3 separate regions of the Mus musculus genome follow, and regions 2 and 3 are each linked to region 1. Evidence: chromatin contacts called from public HiChIP or PLAC-seq data. All regions are on one chromosome and are shown on one strand. The core of a region is the stretch at or near the end of the contact, and the rest is flanking DNA. Distances in the headings are between cores, read along the strand shown. Region 1 overlaps Best3 (bestrophin 3). Region 2 overlaps Ptprr (protein tyrosine phosphatase, receptor type, R). Region 3 overlaps Ptprr (protein tyrosine phosphatase, receptor type, R).

Region 1 (4,523 bases), core at 147-2,646:
AGAACCTCTAAAGGAAGGGCAGCCCAGCCCCTAGGCTGGAAAGTTCAGAACTGGGGGCAGGGTTTGTCAGGTAGGGACTGAGGGATGCTGGGAGAATCTGGAGGCCAGATCTGATTTGATATGTAAACTATGCACCTCAGTTCCTTGTCCCTGGGTCCTAAATCAAACCGTAAGAAAGTTGTGGGGTGCAAGGAACTAGTGGAGGATCCAGGCAGAAGGTTGAGTAGCCTGGCAAACACACAGGGGTATTGTGTGAAATGCCAGGATCCAAAACCGAAGTAACCGCCTGCTGTCCCCCCAGTGTATATGTAGGATAACTTCAGAATAACTAGCCTGAACCGCTCCTGGGCAGCTTCAGTTTCTTACCCTACCACTGACTGACCTCTTGTGCATCTAAAGTGCATTGCCCTGGGCCCCACTTTGAACTTACTGACCATAACCAACTTGAACCTTTAGATGTCATGCTTAGACCCCTCAGTTAGACACGCTGCCATGTCTCTCCCTCTGTCTCTGTATTTTAAGACAATCTTGTCACCTAGCCCAGACTTGTCTCTCATGGGATCAAAAATGTACATCCTCATTCTTGACTCCATGTCACTTTCCTGCACAGAGGTTGACAAGCACTTAGTCTTTAAGGGGACGCTTCAAAAGCAAACAACAACAGAACTCTTTCTGATTCCTGGCAAAAAAGGAAGAGGGAGAGGATAAGAGCCATCACCACTAACAAATACCCACAAAGAAGACGTAGATTTAGACCATAGCCTTCCTGGGGACTGAGGAATTCTAGGGCATGCCCTCGGGCAGTGAGTCTGAGTAACTTGTTTATACATAGCTAGCATAGTTCTTGGTTTAAAAGTCTTAGTTTCTTAGGACTGGATGAAGGAGACAAAAAAAAACAAAAAACAAAAAAAACAAAAAAAAAAAAAAAACAAGAGATTAGATGGAGCCAAATCTTTCTTAGAGCTCATGAACCTGTGACTCATACCAACCATAAAAGGGCCCCATTGATCCTGGGACAATGGCAGATAGTGGGGGCTGCAGCAAAAGGGTTGTCCCAAGTTCAAGGCCAGCATGAGCTACAGAGTGAGTACCTGGCCAGACAGGAGTACATAGCAAGATGATGCCTCAAAGGGCAAAACAGAAATGAAGGGGGCGGGGGTGCCTTTATAAAAGGGGCAGAGGATGCTGCTCGTCTCAGGAGTGTAAAGTGTGAGCGCGGCTTGTGTAAGGCGTAGAGCCCCTGTGCTGGTTGGGAGAGCAAAGGTTCCAAGCTCCTGAACTGCAGGAACAGACCCAGAGGCCAGCACTTCCTGCTGCCTCAGCCAGCACCCTCCGTCCACAGCAGCGCTGACTCATGCAGCGTCTGGCTCCTTCCCCCATGGACAGAGCTGACTCAGAGTGTCACCAAGGCTCTGTTCCCAAGGTGTCCCAACTGGACACATGCCTCTGCCACTCCCTGACTGTCCTTTGCCTGCCTGCGCCAAGGATTCTGGGAAGAATAGGAAGTTGGAGATAGTGGAAAATATTTGGCAGATGTCCTGAGTCCACAGTCAGGGCACCTACTCCTGCCTAAGGGGACAAAGCAGTGGTAACTTATGCCACTATCCTGCACTCTGGGGGCAAAATAAGTGGGTAATGCCGATGATAGAACCACAGCCACACACATACATCCCACCCCCCCATACATACATATATACATACATACACACACATACACACACAAACATGCATACCCATATACACAAATACAAACACATATAAACACCCATACACACATATAAATACACACATATATATACATATACACATACACCTAAACACACACATATATACACACATAAATGTAAACACACATACACAAATACACACATAGTCACATATACACACACACACATACACAAACACACACCTTATCTACCTACTACCCTACTTAAAATCACCTGTAAGAAAAAAGTATGTATTTCAAACTACAGTGCACCTCAGTTAATGTTAAATCCAGCGATGACAGATGTCTGTATCTCACAAGATCCTAGGGGCAGTGGTAAGTGGTCCCTGCCTGAATCAAAGGCAGAGAGATACTGAGAGTTAAGATGGCTTCCTCAAAAGCTCTGCTTCCCACTGCTTCCTGGAGGGCTCTGGCTTGCACAGCCTCCCTCAGGGGCACGGGGAACAGGGAAGGGTAGGAGAATGGAGACCAGGGGCACAAGGGAATACGGGAGGATGGGAGAATGGAGGCCAGCTACCTCCTCTGAATGTCCAGCTGAGCCTGACAGGCCAGGCCCTTCCCTGCCACTCTCTGAATTCCTTTATTTTTAAATGAAACAGTAGAGTTTTTATTATTCTGAGGAGTAGAAAGACCCCACCGCATGGTACCAGGAAGATATATCTGATTTGTTATCACAGGTTAAAGTTCTCAAATTAATAATAAAAAGCTTGTATTTCTGCTTACGCTAGAATTGAACTAGAAGTCAGTCAGTTGTGTTACAAAGCCCCTGAAGTGGGGGGAGGGGGGAGGGCGCAGTTATTTATCAGGAAGACTGCAACAGAGGCTCTGCTACTTTGCCTGTGGACTCTGAAGTTGCTCTGGAAAGTTCTAGTCATTCCAATCACCTGCCCTGGAAAATGTCACTCGTCCTAAGCTAAGTCCATAATCATGGATCTTGGCTAACTCCGGGCATGACCTTAATCAAGTTTTTATATTTTAGAAGCGAGCTGAATCCAAATCTTCACCCAAGACTTCACGAGTCTCAGGGAACAAAACAGGTCTCTGCCATGAAACTCATCAGAAAATTACAAAATAGTAATTCTCTGCAAAGAAACTCACCAGAATCGGAAAGATGGAAATAGAAAATTACCAACCTACTCTTGAGAGAGTAAACAGTGAAGCTGGCAAAAGCTACCAGGCACTTGCTCATTCGATAGAACTTCACTGGGGAGGGAATGTAGTTGGTTGGTAGAGAGCCTGGCCAGCATGCACAAAACTGTGGATCTAACACACACACACACATACACATACACACACACACACACACACACATATACACACACACACACACACACACACACACACACACACACCCTTCCCCCTTCCACTGAAGAGCGCCAAACATGGAGCTCTAATGGCAACACTGGGCGGGGTGGCAAGTAGAGACTATTGGAACAGGAGTTCAAGGCTATCCTCAACTACATAGTGAGTTTGAGGCCCACTTTGGTCGTATGAGAGCCTGTCTTAGAGTTAATTAATTAACTAGTTTACAAATAAGAGGGTGGAAAGATGGCTCAGCGATTCAAAGCACTTGCTAACCTTTTGAGTTTGGTTTGGCCTGGATTTGATTCTCCGCACCACGTGGCAGCTCAGAACTGCCAGAACTCCAGTTCTAGGGAACCCAATTCCGGGTTTCCCTGAGTGCCAAACATGCCTGCAGTGCCTGTACATTCATGCAGACAAGGATTTATACACAGAGAAATAAATAGATAAGCAAATACATTAGAAAATCTTTTTTAAGAAAAAAAATTTTTAAAGCACATTTAGTGCACACTGAATGTCAGGCAATGGGAACACAACTTAAGGAAGAGCATCAAGGTCGCTGTGGACCAGTAACAATTACCATAGCTTTTGTTCTGCACTAACCATCGTCTGAGGCGAGCACACACATTTACAGCTGAACTTCGTGTCTCTATCATGTGTTTCTATCTCTTCCCCTAAAGCGAGTGGTTCCCTCTTGTGCTCCGCTAATAAGAACATTTAAACATGATAACCTTTCAAGGAAAGCGCCCCGTTTCTTTTCTTAAAACCCTGGGGCCTTAAACAAAGTTCTCAGAGCTTCTCCCGGGACCAGTGGAGTCCAGACTCCTCCACAGTTTTCAGCGTCTGACTCACATAACATAAAATGCCAGTGAGCTCTGGGCCTCCCAGTGGCTGAGGAGAAGAAGCCATGACTTAAGATGCACCTGCTGCAAGACCGGCCCTATTTGTGTTTCTGGCTTAACCAGATCATATAATCCGGGACCTCTCCCTGAGAAAAACACTTGGGTTTTGTATATTTATTCCTGCCCTTCAGCCGGCTGTCATTTTCTTGGGTGTGTTCCTGGTTCTCAGGCTCCTAGGGCTACTTTAAGTGCCCTTAGAGGAGAGGTGGCCAACGGCACCGTGGTATTCACACCTTGCCAGCTTCCTCCACTGGCTGAACTTTTAGAGGCTGAGTCAGTTATTCCTATATTCTCACATGACGAGCCCGGACAGACAGAATGTCATCTTGTGAGGGAAACCTGGCTCACTGTGTGCATTCCTTGCTTCACGCAGGAGACAAAGCACAAGGCAGAAGTGGCCCTCCTTAAACTCATGGCCACCATGTGTCAGTAGACAGCCTCCCTGGTCAGTGACTACAGTGGACGTCTGTCCACCCCGTAGTTCCGAAAGCATGACCACAGTCATTGAATTGTTGAGGGATTTTTTTTTCTTCCTTTTCTTTTTCTTTTTCTGTTTTTTTTTTTTTTTTTTAAGACAGGTTTTTGCTCTGTGT
Region 2 (4,478 bases), core at 1,664-4,163, 730 kb before region 1:
TGACCCTTGCACAGGGGTCACCTAAGACTATCTCCATACCAGGTATTTACGTTATGCTTCCTGTTTGATAACAGTATCAAAATTACAGTTATGAAGCAGCAACAAAAATAATGTTACGGTTGGGGGGGGGGGGGGTCACCACAATGTAAGGAACTGTATTAAGGGGTGGCAGCATTAGGAAGGCTGAGAACCACTGTCCGACAGTGATGTGCGGGGTGCAGACAGGAGAATGCAGGAAGCTAATGGGGCAGCAAGGCTTGCATATGCAAAGATAAACAATAAAGACATCCTGACTGATGAGATGGAAAGGCAAAGACCAACACTCAGACACATACAGGCATCATATACACACACACAGTGATAATCCTAAATGATAATGATCTACAGTAAAATGCGCCAAAGAACACACCCCGTAGACATCCCAAGAGAATGCTAAAAAGCAGCCTATGAGACAGGCAGCAGGGCGGGAAGGACTATGTGCTAGTGCAGATTGATTGCAGGCATTTTCCCCATTGTACACCTCCCTCTCCCCCATCGCCCCCAGAACCTCTGATAAGTGGGAGGATTTGAAAACAGAATCTGGGAAGTGAAACTTCTGGATCTAGGGCTTTTTATCACATTCCTTGATCCCCGTGACCGGAACAGGAAGCAATCTGTCTAACGCTCAGTTTTTGAGAGTTGCTGAAGTCCGCAGCTGACTCAGGGTGCTCTTACCTTGGGGGCCTTCGAGTGGAATGGCATCCAGGGGCTCCGCTCGTAGTTTCCCAGGCAAATAGAAAGTGCTCCCGGTGTACAGCATGGCATTGTTTGGATGTCTTCATCGCTCACCTCGGTTCGATAAGCTGCTTTTCTTTTAACCAGCCCATCTTAAAGAAAGAATATACATGCCATCAATGTCCTGTTCCAATGTGTGTCCTCAAATAGCCCCTGACTCCAAAATCTAGCCAAAATAATTCCAGGTCTAAAGTTACTATTCCTTATTGTAATGTTATCAAGCATAGCCTGATACCTATTGCATTTCTATATCCCCACCTAACCACAATTCTACACCTAGTAAGTGAATTTCAAAGACCTTATTGGGGGGGGGGGGATCAAGAATTCTGAATTTTGGGTTACTTTATTCCCAGAACATCTAGAGATGAAATCCTGGAAGCTGGTGTGTGTTTTCCTGACATCCTGGGTTTTGAGAGCCTAATAAGAGGCCCTCTTTGTAAAACAGGTTTCACAATGGAATCTTCCAAGGATTGCCAGGGCAACCTATTTCTTCATTCCGGCTAAGAGATAATTGGACTTTAGCCTACTTACTCAGTGGTGGGAGGGATAACTTTCAGGGAGAAAAAAAAAATCTTAAAAACGATGCTCGAGCTAGTTCTGAGGATGCAGGCTAACTGGAAGAGAGCTTGCCCCGTCCCCCCGCCCCCAGTTCAATCCCCAGCACTACATAACCCAGGAATAGAGTTCATGTTTATAATCTCAGCACTTTAGAGTCCAGGAGATTAGAAGTTCAGGGTCATTTTCAGCTACATAGAGAGTTCAAATCCAACCTGGTATATGTGAAACCCATATAAAAATATTAGAGCTGTAGTTGAACTATTACTTGCTCTGTGCTGGCTTTTATTCCCAGCAAATACTTCAGGCATATAGCCTGCTATTTCAGAGAAAGTATCTACATTCAAAAAACCTGGTCTGAGGGGCTGGGCTCAGTTGGTAAGGCATCTCTTATTTTATTTTGATTTGATCTGACTTGATGTTGTTTTGTAAACCTGAGGGTCAGAGTTCAATAATCAGAACCTGTGTTTAGAAAAAGTTGCATGTGATAATATGAGTTTGCAATCCCAGTACTAGAAAGTTGGAGACATAGCCGGGCGTGGTGGCACACACCTTTAATCCCAGTACTCAGGAGGCAGAGGCAGGCGGATTTCTGAGTTCAAGGCCAGCCTGGTCTACAAAGTGAGTTCCAGGACAGCCAGGGCTATACAAAGAAACCCTGTCTCGAAAAAAAAAACAAAACAAAACAAAACAAAAAAAAACAACAACAACAGCAAAAAAAAAAAAAAAAAAAAGTTGGAGACACGTAGATTTCTGCAGCTCACTGGTCAGTCAGCCTATCCTATCTTGAAAGTAAAGGCCAATGAGAGGCCCTGGTTAAAAACAACAACAAGTGGCTAGTGTCTAAAGAATGTCATTTGAGGTTGTTCTCTGGCTTCCATGTATATGTGTGCATGTGTGCACGTGAACACACACCACAACACCACAAAATACCTGATCAAATTCAGGGATGCTTAATGTTTTAGGTGTCCCTTGCTTTTGATTTTCTTTTGTTCTGTTTTGCTTTTGAGACAGGGTCTCTCTACCATGTAGCTCTGTCTTTCCTGGACCGTCCTCTGTAGACCAAGCTGGCTTCGATCTCAGAGATCTACCTGCCTCTTCATCCCCAGTGTTGGGATTAAAGGCGTTCCCACCACACCAGGCTTTGTTTTGTTTTGTTTGAAACAGGGTCTCATGTGGCCCAGTCTGGCCTCAGGTTCCCGATCATCTGGCCCCCCACCTCCCATGTACTGGGTTTTACAGACTCATGCCACCACACCCATCCAGAGTCTCCTTTCTTGACATGACATCTGCTGGAAAGACTCTAGGTGCAGTGGCTGGCACACCCCACAGCTGGCGTTGCACCGGGCCAGCAGACTCGGCCTCTCTTGACTCACGCCAAAGCTATCGGAGCTTTACCCAGGAGGCTCGTTATTTTCTACACCTTTTGTTCTAAATTTACTGTACCAAACTTTACCAAAAGAATTCCAGATTTGAAAATAATAATAATTAAAAAAAAAAAAAGGATTGAGCGTTCCATTGTTAGCCCAGAAGTGAGTCACCCCTGCAGAATTCCCTCTGTCTACTGATTAGACCGGATACTGGCTGGGCGGTGCAGCAGGAAAGGCTCTGTGTGTGTGTGTGTGTGTGTGGTCACAAAAGGTCACAAAGCTCTCCCCTGGGTATCTCTGAGGCTTGGAGAGTTTTTGTCTTGCTTTTTTTTCCCCCCAAAATACTGTCTCACTTGCAAAGCGTGGGCAAGGGAGTCCTACGTTCCCCCTCTTTTAGCTTGAGTCCACCCCCAGCTGACACAGTAACGTGCTTCCCCAGCTGATTTCTGGGTCTGACAGAGCCAGTGAGATTCTTGAAGGCATGTCTAGAGGGATAGCATATCTGCATCCTTCTGGGCTGGTTAATTGTCTTCCTATTCTATGGCCACCCCACAGCACCTCGACAATGAATGTGGCTACTTTGTTTCCAGAGCATATGACACAGACAGGATAAACAAATAATCTAGTATCTGTACCCTGGTTTTCCAAGCGGGCATAGCCAGAACCTCACCAGGGCTTGGGAGTGAACCATGGCAGTCCCAGGTATAGTGTTAAGTGGATAGTGATTGGAAGAACAAAGTTAGGCAGCAGTTATTTTGTACTTCAGCACCAGCAGCCACTGTGATTAGCATTTGTGAGTTATCTATTAATCCCTGCAAACCCTGAAGCCTTATTAGGTAACACATTCATTTGCCCAGCCAATACTTTGCTTTTCCAGAGCATTTGTGGGTGTGAGCAGTGGAAAATTTCTCTCAGACAAAAATCTTCCACCGGTCACGGATGAGAAAAGCCACCCAGCACGCAGTCACATTAGTGACAGGTTACAATACTGACAGGTTCTCTTGATCCCTGGCTCCTCCTCCTCCCTGATAACACTGGGAGCTAGGGACTCCTGGGGTTTCTGTGACTGTCCTGCAGCTAGACAACCAGGTACTCAGACACATTTAATGCTCATAATGAGATGACATCTGTCATTCATATTACTTCATAAGTGAGAAAAGCCAGGTTGTGGGGGAGGAGATAAGTCAGAGCTTTCCTGTGATCTCAGTACTTGGGAGGTTGAGGCAGGAGGATTGCAGGAGTTCAAGCCAAGCCTGGGCTATTTAACAAGACTCTGTCTCAAAATGACAACAATAGAAACATCAATTGATTGAGTCACGAAGCTAGTAGGTCTAAAAGGAAGAACTTATGCCTGAAATCTGCCAGGCTCCAAGCCTACTGCTTCCTGTTGTACCAGGTGCCTCCTCTATAGCTCTGTCTCTTTATGTAGACATATATCTGTATCATTTCCATCCAGACTTGACCAACCTGGACCAACTTGTTCTTGGCCAAGCTTGTGCTTATTCTTCAAGGATACTATTCATAAGGTGGTATTCACAGGCACTTATCTTAGCTTTACCCTAAGCATTTTAAATGGATTATCTCTCTTGCTCCTCACAGCAGGGCTAAGTCGGGTAGGTCCAACTGTTGTGTAGCCTCTGTGGTTTTGCATATGAAAAGACTGAGCTCAAAAAGATGATGTAATAAGATAGTAAGTCATGGAGACAGGATTTATCTTGACCACAGTGTGTGCTGAGTTTGCTCTTGCTTTGTCTTGGCCTCTTAACATACTTTGGTCCC
Region 3 (4,522 bases), core at 856-3,355, 800 kb before region 1:
CACATATTTGAGGTCTACATGGAAATACTATTAGAACAAGAAAGGCTAGAGCCTTATTCATAGTAAACTGCTCCCATATCCCCTGATCTGTAATTACAACCATTCCTGAATCCCCCACTCCCAATGGCTTGCCCTCTCAATGCAGGAGGAATCTGTTCTCTCCACAAGTCTCCCTGCCCCTCCTAACCTAGGAGCATACTTCATCGTGTATTTGCTCTCTGTCCACCCTAAAAGTTAGTTTTCTTTTATATCAAAGAACTTCCATTCCCTTAGGTCACACATTCTGTCCTCTTCGTCTCTCACGTTCTTCTGATTAGTTGATGCTCGATGGTCTAACTTCCCAGTGCAAAGCACATGCTTCCAGTTTCTTCCTGTCTAGCATGAAAGGCAGGCTGCCCATCTCTTAACATCTCTCCTCTCGTCTACTAGCCATTATTTGTACTAACTCTTGAGTGACCACTTTACGCAAGACTCTTCAGGGTCTCATTCTCTACCCCTCTGCCTCCTGTCTACTCTAACCTCAACCATTCCTCGTGCCGATGCTTATAGAGATTCTGACCCATGCACTTCTCCTGGGGTATTGCTTAAATGCAAAAGAAGATGCTTAGCAACAGAACTCAAAACCTCCATCAAGGCATTTCTCTTTGTGAATCCTGAATCCTAGGAACCTGAAAAACATCCTCAACCTCCTTCCTTCCCCTCTCACAGTATATGTAAACATGGGAAGATCTGTCCCCTTTCTCTTGGGAGCATCTTCTTTCTAATCACATCACCACTGAGGATTTGGGGTTTCACAGTCCTCTTCACCAGAGTCACACTGACCCTCCCACCTCCTGCTCGGTTCTCCTCCAATCCATCCACAGACATCTCAAGCAACAGTAGTCTAAAAATACATTTGAATGCCTATTCTTTTCAAATGCCTCAGTATCTTCACATTTCTTTTCTGGAAGAAATTGATAATTCCTCTACATGGAATATGACACACTCTCTGGCCTAAATTTTGCCAGCCTCTGTCCAACCTTATTTCCTGCTAAGTACCCATGCACATCCATCCAGCTGCTGTGGTGTTTTTCCAGGCCCAGTTCCAAACTCTTCCATGAAATAGTACTTGCCTAGGCTCCCTCTTTCCCTATCCCTATTTGCTATTCAAAAGTACCACCCACCATCGATCGCAGTAACAGTGAATCTGTGTCTACAAATCAAGGAAATGGGAAATAGTTTTATTTCTCTGTTGCTCTCACTGAACTTTTGTTCTAAGGCCCTTCCCACCTAAATGGCAGAAACTTGATCTCTTCCCCTTTCTGATTGACTCTACCTTGGCCACCGTTGCTTGGGATTTCATCTAGATTTTTAAAGGATCTTCCCAGTATACAATGTAAGAGGCCCATCTGCCATGATACTATCCATCCAAACTGTCACTTGGTAAAATGTCCATTACATCCTGTACCCTTATAAAGTTACCCATGGCTGTTACTACTTGTTCCTCTTTTCTATTCATGCAAGTTCCTCTGTCTCTAGTGATGACTTCCTTTCATTCCCTCTCTTCCCCTTTCTAGGCTGTATCCAACACATTCTGAGGTACCATCATATTCTCACTAGTGACTACTATACCTCGAGTGAAAATCTAGGAAACTTTATCCCAAGACTCCTTTCCTACAGCACCTTCTCCCAGTCACTTTTTCTCATGGTTCTACCAAGAGTCAAGGTCCCACTTCCCCAGGTCTCAGCCATGAAAGACAGTGTTTTGCCCATGCGTGTGCTGCTCTCAAGTCATTCCAGCTAACACTTCTTCCTCCCCTGTGTCCGTGGATTCTTTCTCTGGCTTCGTGAGTAAAAATCTCCACTGGTGTTGGTTTTGTCTTCCCTTCCTCTGGCCCCCACACATTCAGATGTGTTTTTCCACTAAGGATTTGACCTTTGAAACTCAAAGACAGAGCCCATGTTTCTCTGCCTTCTGCTTTCACATTTCTTCCTTAAGCAGTAAAACACCAAACAGCTTGACAGCTTGAAAACAGGACCGGTCCAAAGGTGAGGGGCGGGGCTTGGAAAAGTGGGGAGAGAGTTCACGACCACATCCTCTGGAGTGACTCACGGTCATTCCTCACTATGACTCCGTGCCTCGCCCATGGAACCCGGCACTAACCGGGAACCAGGAACTTCTCTTCTGCTCCCTTCTGCACTGGTCCAAAAGTTGATGTGTGTAGGTTGCCTAAAGAACTCTTGTGTGTCTTGTCACTCTCCATTAACTGACCTGCCAGAGCCAATAGACTTTGCACTTCTGGAGGACACACATATTGTTTAATGATCGCTTTATCTCTTATAAAGAGAGTGTAATCTCTGGAGAGCAGGAACTCCCCGGAATGAATGAATTTTGTTTCTCTTCTGCTTCCCCTTCCATCTTTCTGCTTCCGTCTGTCTCTGCCAACATGGCGCAGTGGGACTCTTTAAGAGCGATAAAATATGGCTCCTGAACAGCATGCCACCCAGTCACAAGAGTTTTCTGGCATTTCATCTTTAAGCCTTAATGTCTTGTGCTTATGTATCTTAAAATTGCCTTTTAGAAAGCCTCGTGATTTCCTTTCCAGGGCTTGGTCCTGACGTAAAGTAATACCCTCTTTATTACAAGAAAGCCTGGCTATAAAGCCATGAGATCATAAAGGCTGCCTTATGAATCAGCTGTCTCAAAAGACTCTTGGGTCATGCCAAATAAATCTCTCATCCTTGGTATCAGTAGTATAATTTTGTTAAAATGTAAGTAAAATAAGATACAGAGACTAGATGTACATACTTAGATAAGTATGAAAGTATACACTGAAAATTATGAAGATTGAAAATCCATAAAATTTTAGACATAGTTGTTTTATCTCTATTCCCAATTACCCCTAAATCATATTGATTCTTCCTTCTCTACTTTCTCCTCCTTCATAGACTCCTTACCCTGGGCCTGGCTTGCATTACTTCATCTTTTAACTGAATTTTCTGATTATAAAAATGCCATAAGAATTCATCTACATTATATATCACCTGCGCGTTGTATTTAAATACAATGTCTAAATCTATTTTTTCTGTGTCTAAATCTAATTTTTCCCTCTTTTAAATCATATTGTATTCTCTCCAGGCTTATCTTCCTAAAACATAGCCTACTATGGAAAAGTCCCCCAGTCACCTAGAAGACAAGACATCTTTGCCTGGAAGATCCTAGACAACCTAGTTCTCTTTTTCTCTCCAATTCTATTTGCTCCTGGCTTTATTGTACTGCCAGAGCCATAAAAATTTCCACAGTAACAAAAGCAATGAAAAAATGGCAATAAAATGATCCATCCATGATCTTCTCCTAAACTCAAGCCCAACTCCTTCATTTTATTATAATTTTTCCCCTGGGACAGTCAAAAGCCCTGGCTTCTGTCCCCTCCTCCCTCTGGTGGATACATTTTGATAGGTAACAAATTTTTAAAAACTTTTAATCCTTCTCCTGTTGATCTCCCTCCAGGAGATATGAATAAAGATCATGACTGAGCGAATGCCAGGGCATAAACTGTATTAAGAACTCTAGAATTGAAAGCCTGCATTCTTTAAATCAGCCCCCTGCCGTGAGAGCAGAGAGTCAACTCTTGCACTCTCTATCCAATGGCAGTGAAATCTCAAATCTGCTCTGAGGTCAGAGGTAGGGCTTCGTGAAGGCTTAGCTTGAGACGCAGATCGTTGTCCAGGTGGTTTGTGCACAGGATGCTCTAAGGAGAAGCCTAGCAGGGAAGCAGAGAAGCAGCTCAGGCACGAGGACAAGCAAAGGGGGGTTGGCTCATACGCTCACTCTGACCACACAGGGAGCCCTGGATCATCCATGGTTGCTCATGGACGGTTCTCACCTTCAGCGATATGAGCTTGATACCCATTCCCTCATACCACTGCAGGATGCCTGCAGATATAACGTCCTACTCAGCTCCTGTCACCTGAGGGTGATTCTCCCAGAAAGTGGCCACCAGATGCATTTAACAGGCAGCGTTCCTGGGTCGAGGAAGAAGATGAGAGCATTGGTGAAGCAGAGGTGACCTGAAGGGGACAACTGCAGCATCACTGTGTTTTCCAAGGGTTGCCCCGCCAGTTCTAGCACAGTTAAGTTCATACTGCAGGTTTCTTTGATCTTTCCAGGCCACTGGCTGTGTTCTGCATGGTCTCCTTAGAATAAACACCGTTTGTTCTACCCGAACTATGCACTGTTGAACACAATCTATCAGCCTGACTCATTTGCTCCCCGTGACAGCATAAAGGATCCTAACACAACACAGAACAGGCAAATACACGTAGAATGAAAGACCCCAGGAAGACTCAGGCTCTTCGTGTGCCTTATCTCCATTGATCCTCACAAAAGAAGAAACTTGCTCTGTGTGTGTCAAAGAAGCGTGCTCCGTGAGTTTAGTCTATTGGCAAAGTAATTTGTAGTTAAGTTTCTGGGCTGTTAGGGAGGCAGATACAAGTGGAGAGCAAGCAGCCTGCCCCCCCCCCCAAAACAAATGCTGTACTA

Evidence for each region. HiChIP or PLAC-seq counts read pairs in DNA pulled down with a chosen protein or histone mark.
Region 2: an H3K27ac HiChIP or PLAC-seq map of extraembryonic endoderm stem cells shows a contact between it and region 1. The contact joins two enhancer-like sites. A contact is called at or near these places in 2 of 39 promoter capture datasets (the C10 cell line and pre-B cells) and 4 of 115 datasets of contacts at active chromatin or transcription factors (the NIH/3T3 cell line, extraembryonic endoderm stem cells, pancreatic cancer cells and 1 more).
Region 3: an HNF4G HiChIP or PLAC-seq map of pancreatic cancer cells shows a contact between it and region 1. The contact joins two enhancer-like sites. A contact is called at or near these places in 2 of 39 promoter capture datasets (hippocampal neurons and pre-B cells), 1 of 15 datasets of contacts at CTCF or cohesin (large pre-B cells), 1 of 115 datasets of contacts at active chromatin or transcription factors (pancreatic cancer cells) and 1 of 9 other capture datasets (embryonic stem cells).

Annotation. Positions count from the first base shown.
Region 1 is chr10:116,995,020-116,999,542 of GRCm38.p6, forward strand. The region is part of intron 4 of Best3 (bestrophin 3); the gene reads left to right. Among named protein-coding and RNA genes, the nearest start is that of Gm46182, 11 kb to the left of the region's middle. Within about 2 kb of position 1,397, at least 137 of the 459 cell types and tissues checked have an H3K27ac peak or open chromatin away from gene starts, as enhancers often do. A contact at or near this core is called in the NIH/3T3 cell line, extraembryonic endoderm stem cells, pancreatic cancer cells and 1 more, where this site is marked.
Region 2 is chr10:116,264,113-116,268,590 of GRCm38.p6, forward strand. All of the region lies in intron 13 of Ptprr (protein tyrosine phosphatase, receptor type, R), which reads left to right. Among named protein-coding and RNA genes, the nearest start is that of Ptprb, 35 kb to the right of the region's middle. Within about 2 kb of position 2,914, at least 88 of the 459 cell types and tissues checked have an H3K27ac peak or open chromatin away from gene starts, as enhancers often do. A contact at or near this core is called in the NIH/3T3 cell line, extraembryonic endoderm stem cells, pancreatic cancer cells and 1 more, where this site is marked.
Region 3 is chr10:116,190,421-116,194,942 of GRCm38.p6, forward strand. The region is part of intron 6 of Ptprr (protein tyrosine phosphatase, receptor type, R); the gene reads left to right. Among named protein-coding and RNA genes, the nearest start is that of Taf7l2, 79 kb to the left of the region's middle. Within about 2 kb of position 2,106, at least 64 of the 459 cell types and tissues checked have an H3K27ac peak or open chromatin away from gene starts, as enhancers often do. A contact at or near this core is called in pancreatic cancer cells, where this site is marked.